3 separate regions of the Mus musculus genome follow, and all the other regions are linked to region 1. The links are chromatin contacts, called in public Hi-C and Micro-C maps. All regions are on one chromosome and are shown on one strand. Each heading gives the region's core, a stretch centred on a gene start, on an enhancer-like site or on the middle of the called end of the contact. The rest is flanking DNA. Distances are from core to core; before and after follow the strand shown.

The links. A called contact is a pair of places that touch in the nucleus more often than the background predicts.
Region 2: a Micro-C map of macrophages shows a contact between it and region 1, with 3 times the contacts expected there. The contact joins two enhancer-like sites. A contact is called at or near these places in 10 of 484 Hi-C or Micro-C datasets (the HPC-7 cell line, MC3T3-E1-derived osteoblasts, brown adipocytes and 6 more) and 1 of 115 datasets of contacts at active chromatin or transcription factors (pancreatic cancer cells).
Region 3: a Hi-C map of peritoneal macrophages shows a contact between it and region 1, with 5 times the contacts expected there. The contact joins two enhancer-like sites. A contact is called at or near these places in 4 of 484 Hi-C or Micro-C datasets (cortical neurons, embryonic stem cells, macrophages and 1 more) and 1 of 115 datasets of contacts at active chromatin or transcription factors (neural progenitor cells).

Annotation. Positions count from the first base shown.
Region 1 is chr1:72,105,059-72,108,472 of GRCm38.p6, reverse strand. Gm4319 (predicted gene 4319) reads left to right here. Exons shown (of 3, transcript NR_166632.1): 3 at 1-1,356. Among named protein-coding and RNA genes, the nearest start is that of Gm4319, 17 kb to the left of the region's middle. Within about 2 kb of position 1,657, at least 38 of the 459 cell types and tissues checked have an H3K27ac peak or open chromatin away from gene starts, as enhancers often do. A contact at or near this core is called in macrophages and peritoneal macrophages, where this site is marked.
Region 2 is chr1:71,915,553-71,918,966 of GRCm38.p6, reverse strand. No RefSeq gene overlaps it. Among named protein-coding and RNA genes, the nearest start is that of Gm28818, 18 kb to the right of the region's middle. Within about 2 kb of position 1,791, at least 26 of the 459 cell types and tissues checked have an H3K27ac peak or open chromatin away from gene starts, as enhancers often do. A contact at or near this core is called in macrophages, where this site is marked.
Region 3 is chr1:71,965,802-71,969,215 of GRCm38.p6, reverse strand. The region is part of intron 1 of 4933417E11Rik (RIKEN cDNA 4933417E11 gene); the gene reads left to right. Among named protein-coding and RNA genes, the nearest start is that of 4933417E11Rik, 38 kb to the left of the region's middle. Within about 2 kb of position 1,480, at least 15 of the 459 cell types and tissues checked have an H3K27ac peak or open chromatin away from gene starts, as enhancers often do. A contact at or near this core is called in peritoneal macrophages, where this site is marked.

The DNA of each region.
Region 1 (3,414 bases), core at 408-2,907:
TAATTACAGCACGTATTCATCATCAGAGGGGCAAGGTTCACTAGTGGCAGAAACAATTCCCAAAGCACTTGTAGCGCTATGATCTCTTCAGCCTCTCCGATAACCTGTGGAAGAAGGGATCAATGTCTGTAGCGAATATGTGGAGAAACTGAGGCATCACAGGCCAGCCAATGAGCCTGACCAAAGCCACAACATGGTAAAAACAGAGGGACAGAAATTGCAGTTGTCTTCTAAGATGGAAGCTCTTTCTCCTCTGTTTTATTGTAGTAGGTGGGGAATGAGGTGATCTTAGATGGTGACCAACACAAGAAGATGCAACAGTTTTGGCTCTGTCTTAGTCTAACTTAGAAGGTGATAGGGTCTAATGGCACAATGACTGATATAGCTTGACTCTGGTTAAACTTAAATTGTAGAGCTGTCCTACCTAGATTCCAGCTCTCGGTGAGCCACTTATATGTGATCATTTCATCTCTAATCTCAGCCTCAGTTTCCTCCTAGGCTGTGACGGGGTTGACAGGAGTCTTGCCTTATTGGGACAGTTGTGAAGATTCAGTGAGGTAGCATTTGCAAAATACTCAGAACCTGCCTGGTACATTGTAAGAGATCTGTAAGTTTGTTAAGTAAAAACTAAAACTAGTTTATTGATTCTGTTATTTTGTGGGTACATTGAATTCAGGAAAGGTAAAGTAGGGACTTCTGAAAAAAATGAATGAGAATAGTTTTGCAGTAAGACAGATATCATGGTGGAAGTCGTGTGGAGGGAAGAGCCCTAGACTGTGCTCTGCCTTCCCAGAAGGGAAGGAGTCAGAGATCATCAGCCTGTATCCAGACACTTCTTGTATACATCTCACCTCCAATTTTTAAATAAAAACCCTGTCTTTTCAGTTCTTTAAGTCAATAGTGTACGTATGAACGCTCCCTTTAACAAGATGAACAGCTTCAGTCAGCTCGCCCAACCCCAGGACCAGAAAGTCACCTTGGTTTTTCGCTCTGCTTATTTTAGTCAGAAACCAGCTCTGACCCAGGGTGTTGGAGGGAAGGGATTTGGGGAATCTGGGACAAGGTGGGGACTGATCAATTGCAAAAGCCAGACACTGTGGCCATAAAAAGGAGACAGGAGGGAGAAATGCCGCAAAGCGAGTCATCATGTTTCCACACCGGACGGTTACCTCATTGAGACAGAGAGGAACAAGATCTGCTGATAGGGTCATTCCTATCTGTCAGATGGCAGGAGGAAATGAATACGCCATTTGGAGGCTTCTTGGAGAAATGTTTCATTGTACTCTGCTCCTCACTGGACTGAAGTCTTTGTTCTGGTAAAAAAAAAAAAATAAAAAAAAAAATCACATAATCGAATCCTGGTCTTGTTTATCTGAGTTCAAGCTCCCCTGGTGAGCTCTTTCACAACTTTTCGGTTTTGCCACCACACTCCACATAAATGTACATTCTGTCCCAATGTCACTAATTAACTGAATTGAGAATCACAGGAAAAGTTACTAGACTAACGTGGCTTCTTCCTTGATAGCATGGATGTCTTAGGCCCTGGGCTAGAAGCCACATGAGCCCCAGGGCCCTTGGTCCTTTGGGTGAGTAGGAAGCTTCAAGCTCTCACGTGGCCACTGTAGAGAGCTGAGACTAAGGGTAAGAACTGACTTGACTCACACTACCCGTCTCAGATAGTTCCTCCTTTAGCCACTCTGGGGTCACTAAGAGTCCATAAGTGCCGGTAGAAAGGGCTTCTGGTCAACCCAAGCAGAAGTTCAATTTGATGGAATATTTAGAAATAGCTGAAACAACTAAAAAAAAAAATAACCAAATCCTATACTGGAAGGAGAAAATTGAGGCAATTCCAGAAGTCTACATCAAGAAGATCTGATATTTAGACTATTTGCTATACTCTATGTGGTCTAAACTCTGGACACAAGTGAATTCATCACCTTGGAATGGTGGTGTGAGATAGTTACCATTATTATCTCGAGGTAAAAGAGTTATCCTATTCAAATTCCCATGACACATGACGATTTGACCTCTGCTTAACTGTTACTATGGAAGCCAGTCATGAATATATTGTCAACCCGGGTGCTAGGCAACATTGCTTATGGTGAGGCTGACACCAGATTGTGAACTGTTTCTAGACTAGGAGCACAGAAATCTGTGTTAGAAAGCTACATTTTTTGGCTTTTTTTTTTTTAACACTTGGACCTGGCAATGCCCTTATTATGGGGGGTGGGGGTGGGGGAGGGGGAACGACGACCTGAAAGTTATGCTTATGCATTTGTTGCAAGGACTGCTACCAGGTCTTTGTGGAGAGTAGAAGGCACGAGGATTATTAAGCCGAAGAAATTCCTGGCTGGTATAAATTTTAACTCTTTAAACTTGAATCTGTGCTGACTATGGCAAGGACTCCTATGTGGCAGAATGTCTGATAGGCTTCCAAATAAACTAATAATGCCCGGAGTGGAGTCTGTTGCTGTCCTGCAAGTTTGAGTATTGATTTGAACCCAAGACAGCACTGATGAGTATTGGATATTGCTTTTAACTGAGACAGGGTGATGAAAACCTTCTGTAACTCATGGTCACACAGATGACAAATGATAGAGCTGTATTCAACCTTGGGCAGGTTGCCTCTTAAACGCTTCACCAGTTTCCACAGGGCACAGCTTTCTGGAGGAATTTGCCCTACTTATTTTAGCTCATGGGTCTCACAGCTCCATGTGCAAATTCCTGGGGCCTTAAAAACAATGAGTGTCACTGTTGCTGAGGTCAGACAGGACTTCAAGACAGATGACTAATGGACAGTAACCTCTCCATGCATTTCCTGTTTTGACGGCTGTTATTATTGAACATATATCACTAACAGGAGCCGCCAGGTGGTCAGATCTCATAAATTCCCCTGCCAGATGTTAAAGCCTTCGTTCATTCACTCTTCCTCTCCATCACCCATTTAACAGCATTTTGAGAAATCTGACAATGAAATGACTTGGCAGTATGTCATGTGATGTCAGGCAGCAAAGGCAGCCTTGGATGCAACTGCTAAGTAATGGAAGCCTTCAGTGGTTAGAGATGCAGGTGTAATTCATGGGGAATAGTTAGAGACAACTGGGGGAGATTGAGGCTCTGGGAGAGGAAGAACTTTGGAGAAGCAAGCGTTTTCTAGGTCGTAGAAACAGATGGGGTTGGGTCATGAAACAGACTCGGGTCTCCAGTAGAAACAATAAATGGTTCAGGTGAAATTTGGCATAGGAGGCAGAGCAAGATGACAGTATAGGCTGTACTTGGGGAGTATTTAGAACCAGCTCTTGAGCCCCAGGTGGGATTGGATGGAGGAGAGAGGAAAGCTGAGTTTGCATTTACTGAGGACTTCAGGAAAACCCACACCATTCCAAAATGTGTCTCTGAAATCACAGTGGATAG
Region 2 (3,414 bases), core at 542-3,041, 190 kb after region 1:
CCTGGAATTACTCCTGTCTCTTCCTTGCAACCACATTCTTAGCTAAGTTTCTTGAGGGTGAGGCAAGGGCACGGAGACTCATTCTTCTTGTTATTTGGTTCTCTGTCCCTTGTGGATTTCTCCTGATCCTCTCTCTGTTCCTCTTTATGAACTAACCTTGGTAACTCCACGTTTATGTGACCTGAAATGCCATTCATCCCTTTGCTGTGTGGCTATGTCTTATGAATTAGAACATGTCCCAGTGAAGGGAGGAGGAGAGTGTCTCATACTCCAGAAGGACCTTGGTTTGGTTTCTACTGCTGTGAAAAGCACCATGACAAAGCATCTTGTCGAGCAGAGGGTTTATTTCAGTTTACAGTCGTAGTCTATCAGTCAGCTAAGTGAGGGCAGGAATTTAAGGCAGGAACCTAGAGGCAAAAACTGAAGCAGAAGTCATGGAAGAGTGTTGCTTACCGAATTGTTCCTCCTGGCTTGCTTTCTTAGACATCTCAGGACCATCAGCCCAGGGATGGCACCATTTACAATGGACTGGAACTTTCTTATACCAATCACCAGTCAAGAAAACGCCTCTCAGGATTGTTCACAGGCCACTCTTATGGAGCATTTTCTCAATTGCAGTTCCCTCTTCTCAAATGATTCTAGTATTGTATCGAGTTGACAAAAAACAAACCAGTGTAGAAAAGTAAGAAACTTTACAGGGTCCAGAAAGCTAACAGAAGTTACAGGGCTCAGGAGGCTTAGACAGCTACACGATTCACAAGGTTTGTCCCCAACTTTATATAATCCGTAAACAATCTAGGAAAGAGGGGACTGGGGAAGGGAAGGCTAGGGAATGGAGACTCTTTAGGGAAACTGCTTGCAAGTTGGACAAGGAGTGCCCATGATACAGCTCTAACATCATCTGAGAAAACTGAAACAGTCATTTTTATTGCTGTGTAGAACTTAAACAAACAAAATTGTGTTTGTGTGTTAAAACCGTTTACAAGGTGAATTCCAGGACAGTAAGGGATATACAGAGAAACCCTGTCTTGAAACAAACAAACAAACAAACAAACAAGAAATATAATAGATTGCATTTTAATATGAGGTGATTCTAGTTACAGGCAAGTGGGAGGTGATAGAACCCTTTCTTCCCTAGCTCGTGGCCGACGTCTGTCCATCTCAGAACACGGGGAGAGTTGAGAAGTTACAAGTAGTTTGCTATATGACTGAGTCCATGAGCCTGGAATTAGATATTATCTGAGGCTGTGTCCTAGCCCAATCAATGTGGGACTTGGGGAAGGGACAAATCCTAGCCTACAGAAGAAAAGGACAGGAATTTATTGACTCCTGATTGGGAGATTTTTAAGCCAGTTTGTTCCCAATCAGTACACCATTCAGTTTTGCCTTTTCTCTAAGACACCGTCCCTTTCTATAGAACTGTAAATTAGGAACTGCTTCATTTTCACTTGTCTCCTGAATTTATTCTCATCTTATTTCCAACAGGGAGAGACATCAATGCAAATGCTTTTCCCCAATCCTAAGGTTTTCAATATAAAAGATGGAACATAGCCACCAGTGATGACTACTTTCCTACTGCTACATATAATAGTTTTGTTATTTATACTAAAACCACAATGAACTTTCAGAGTGTTTTAACTAACTCAAGACTCAAGGGAAAAAGGAAAAAAAACCAAAACACTTTTCAATTTAAAGTGACAATTCCTTGTTTTCAGTCAGGATGTTTCCTCTAAGAGGTCACAAGGCTCTTACTCAGTGGTTGTGTGGGCAGCTTGGGTCATAGGGCAGGGTCCCTCCCACACCGGGAAAAGCAAGCCCATTATTTTTGGCTCTGTGTCTAAGAATATGGATCTTCATGAGCTCAACACAAGGAAAACACTTTTCATTTAATGGTAGCTATGGACACGGCCCTTGTCTCTCTGAAGACAGCTCTGCCTAGCCTGTTTTGAGCCTGATGTTTTTCTACGTAGCTAGCCTATGAAGGCTGAGATGGAGAGGTAATGGGTGAGTGATGGGTGATGTAGGTGGAAGGCAAAGACACCACACAAAACCAAATCTGGTTATCATGACGCTCTGAGAGTCCTGGGAAGCAGCTCCAGGTGTCGTTGGTGCAGAACCTGCGACAAGTGCATCTGACACCAGCACCATGTCAGTATCCTTTACAAAGAGTCAATACATATTTCTCTAACTTGCTTTGATTTATTCACAGGACACAGGACTTGATGTGCAACAAAGATAAAGATACAGGATTTGATGTGCAACAAAGAGACTCATTTCTGGATCAGCTCTTTTAAACCTGAACTGATCAAAATCCAGTCAATTCATTTTCTTTCTTAGTGCATTAGAAAAGAAAGAAAGGAAGGAATATCCACACTGTGGCCCTCACTTAAATCTGTCCTATTCATTTCTTACCTAGAACATCAAGCATGTGATCCAAAGTTTGTGAGGTTTGTCAGTTTACACCTACCTCTGGCATGAACACAGAAATGTATAGGGCTGGTGAGGTGGTTCAGTGGACAAAGGCACTTGCTATCAAGCCAAAGGGCTTGAATTAAACCCCAGGATCTACATGGTAGACAGAACTGACTCCCATAAGCTATCCTTTTGTCCCTGACACATATATCCCCCCCTCTCTTTCTCTCTCTCTCTTTCTCTCTCTCTCTCTCCCTCTCATACACACACACACACACACACACACACACACCATCTTGCCACTCTGCCCTTCCCCCTCTCTTTCTAGCTTTGTTTCTAAGCTTACTAAAACTTCCAGAGAATTCAGCAAGTCATTCATCCTCAGCTAACCCAGAGGGCATAGAATGATACCAAAAGGACTTGCAAGATAAAAATACACACACACACACACACACACACACACACACACACACACACACACCTGCTGGCCATCAGCTTAAGAAGCCATTATGAATGGCTTTGCTCCTCTCATAGTCCCTTCTATAGATGTCATAGACTCAGAGAAAATTCATAGGTGGCCAGGCTTGTGGTAAGCACTTCACCTACTAAGCTGTTTCAATGGTCCTTTACTGATTTTTGAAATGTTTAGTGTGTTTACACTTAAAGGGGCTTTACTTAAGGCTCTAAATCAATTTGGAATGTATTTATCAGGAGCCTCTTAAACACAACAATGTAATGTTCTCTTGGCTTATCCTGCATCTGGAATCCTTGCCCAGGATGCCTGTGTAGGCATCAGGTTTGGCCGAATGCTGAACATTTCACTTCTGCTGTCCATCTGATAAGGGAAGATTAGGAGCAGTTCTTGGTCTTTCCTTACATTGTCCAGAAGAGTCTGGAGATAGCCAGAGAGTCTTTTATCAAGACTGAACCTTATCAGCCACCCACGAATAACAGGACTGATCACTATCTGAATTCCTGAATTCTGTCTTCCAGAGAGAGAAG
Region 3 (3,414 bases), core at 231-2,730, 140 kb after region 1:
GAAGAAGAGAGAAAGGAGGGTCTGGAGAGAGCTCAGTGGTTAAGAGCACTGGTTGATGTTCCAGAGGTCCTGAGTTCAATTCTCACAGCCCACATGACAGCTTTAACCATCTATAACGGGATCCAGTGCCTTCTTCTGCTGTGTGGATGTGCATGCAGACAAAGCACCCACATACACAAAATACATGCATGAATACATTTCTTTCCTTTTAAGGAAAGAGAAGTTTTAATTTCTTTTGTGAAGTTTGGTGACATTTTTCACCTTTAAAAATGTGTGTGTGTGTGTGTGTGTGTGTGTGTATGCCTATGCATATGCATGTATATGAGTGCATGTGCATGCACATGTGTGTGCATGTGTGTGGGAGCATGTGTGTGTATGTGTCAGTGTGTGTGTGTCAGTGTGTGTGTGTAGGACAGACATCAGTGTTGGGTGCCTTTCCTCAATTCACTTTTGGTTCTTGAGACAGAGCCTCCCACTGAGCCTGAAGGGTATCGGTTTGGCTAGGCTGGCTGACAAATGAATGTCCAGGCTCTGCCCGACTCTCTGCTCTCAGTGCTGGAGTTAGAGATGTGAACCACCACACCTGGCTTTTTCACGTGTGTGCTGGGCTCCAACCTGGGTCTTCACATTGCACAGCAGGTACTTTATCAACACGCCCATGTGGCAAGCAGTTTTGAGTTTTACACTGAGCTCTGTGGTGTGGTCCGACAGGAATTCCCTTGGTTTTACAGTTGCCCCACCCCCTCCACCTGCCCCAGCTAGTTCATTAAAGCACAAATGAAATCTAGAAATGTGCATGGATCAACTGAACTCTTGACCCAATATTTATTGAAAATGAATCAATTTTTCCTTTGCCAGCTGCTGGTCAACCTGTCTCACCAGGAGCTACTCACTGAAAGCAAGCCATGTCAGAAACCATTGTCAACACTATTCTATTCCTTTGCTGATCCTTGGTCTCAGCCCACTGGAGATATTGCCTTTAGTCTTGGGGACACCCCAGTCATGTGCTGTCACAGGAATGGCGGAAAGGCAGAGAGAACTAAGAGAGAATACAAAGAGAAATAACCAATCCCAAGTTGTGACCAAGTGTCTACTCATATGGTTCAATGCTTTGAGCTTAGGCGACATAAGGAAGGCGCACATTGGCTTTCCTTTTGTATTATTTTAGAAAAATCAAATAAACTCATCTCAGTGGCACTGAGAGTTCTTTCTGTGTGAAGGCAGAGGGGAAACCGTGTAGAGACTGTTGGGTGGGGCTTAGGATTTTGCTTATATCCGCCTACATCTGACCCACATATTTAGTAACATTTCTGAGTCAGAAGGTTAGGAAAGTTTTCATGCACTTAATTTTTATCTGCGTTTGGCTAAGTTTGTAAGTTGCCATGAGGAAATAAACAAACAAATGCAGCCCTCTCTCTTTTCCACCCTCAGACACCACTCCCTGCAGGACCAGCAAGCCAGGCCAATGACAGTGCCCCCTTTTCCTTGACTTCCTTCTTCTCTGCTGCCCACTCTGCTTGGCAGTCATGCTGACCGGGACCTCAGTGCCCTGTCATCATGGAAAAGAAGCCTAAGAAATGGCTCTGTGAGCACTGGATTCTTGTGCTTGGAACCCTGACTGCTTGTCCTGGGCCCCTGCCTGCAGGCTCAGGAGTCTGAGACCAACCCAGCCATGGCATCTGTTGGGAATTAAGGAGTATTGAAATGCAGGTTGACCACTGATGAGCTGGTGCACGCCTCTGACATTGTGCTTCTATTCTGGTAACTGGGTTTCTGCTTTGTCCTGTGACCCAGGTGGGTGATTGTCTCGTCACCTTGTACTTATGTCCCTGCCCCGAATTTTACCTTGACTGCTTTGCTTAATAAAAATGTCTATGGTCCTCGGAGAGGCAATTTGAAGACCCTGACTATATTACAGATGTCACTACTGAATATATCATCCATGGTTCATATCACCTAGTAAAGATATAGCCACCGAGTCTCACTTCAATGAATTGGAGCCACTCCTCGGGAAAGGGCCAGGGTGTGTAACAGCCACTGTTCTTGTGTGTCATACCTTTTCAGCCTCCCAGAGCAGCCTGCACATCTTTGAAGCTCACCCCAACATCTAAATTTTAAATAAAGAACATTGAACAAAGAAGGAACATACAACTGAGAAATACACTTTATGAAGAAGACACAAATCTTCAGTATTTTGCCAGATGTCTTCCTTGCCTTTCTTGGGGGCTGGATCTATGTTAAAAAAACCACCAAATCCTTTAAGCCTTTAAGCCAACCCCACATTCAGAAGTAAAATCGAAAGGAACTAGTTTTTTGTTTAGCAATGGTCTGCCTTTAGTATGGCACTTTTGTCACTTTTCCCTCCACGTATCATGCCAGGCTTTGTCTTATTTTCTCCTGTTTTCTTTCTACAAGAATAGATCCAACCGGATGGTCTCAAAAATGTACTCTCTCAGAGCATGGTATGGTGAATCCAATATTTATTTCCTGGGGTAGCAGGAGATTTATTCTGTTAGACAAATGCTATGGTAGCTGTGACATAAGTTTTGTCACTACCCATGTGGCATACTGCCATGACTCCTGTGTTATAATGTGTTTCAGAATCAGCACCTACAGACTGCAAGTGGGTGATCTGCCCGGCTCCGTGGACAGGTGTTTGTGCTGAAGTTGTTTGGTTTATTATTTAATACAAACCACACAGAATTCTCTTGGGAAAGTATTGTGGCCAGATACGCTTGGCTAACGCTGCCTTATAAATCATCATTTTGCAGACTCAGAATGAGCAGTGCCTCATTATTGACTCTAAGAAGATGAAGGACGATTAATTTAACTTTATATAACCCTCTGTTTCTCAAACCTGGTGAATGGTAGAATCCTTCCCTTACCTGTTCACATCCTGAAGAAGTAGCTTTTAGTAGCACATTCATAAGGAAAGGATGGTTTAGTTTAATGTCTCCAGCCTAACCATGGAGAAGCTATCAGTCTTGTTTTACAGATGACAAGGCAGACCCATCATACTGTCCTTGACCTAAGCCTTGACATTTCTGTGGCTCTGGTTGACACTGTGGCTGGCCTGTGGGAGACTCTAAGGCAGAAAACAAGGCCGAGCCATCCTTTGATTGACCGATGACACAAATGATCTGATAAAAATACCATCTTAAGGAACTTCATTTGGTCTAATTTCCTCTTTGCCATAGACCCAAGCTCCATCTTTTGCTTATTTTGTCACAATTAGAGAGAGGGCAGCTGATTTTCAAGGTTCTAATACCACTTTGTTTAAAAGACTTTAAAAAAAAAAAGATTTATTTACTATTATGCATAAGTACACTATAGTTGACTTCAGAAGCACCAGAAGAGGGCATCAGATCTCATTACAGATGGTTGTGAGCCACCATTTGGTTGCTGGGATTTGAA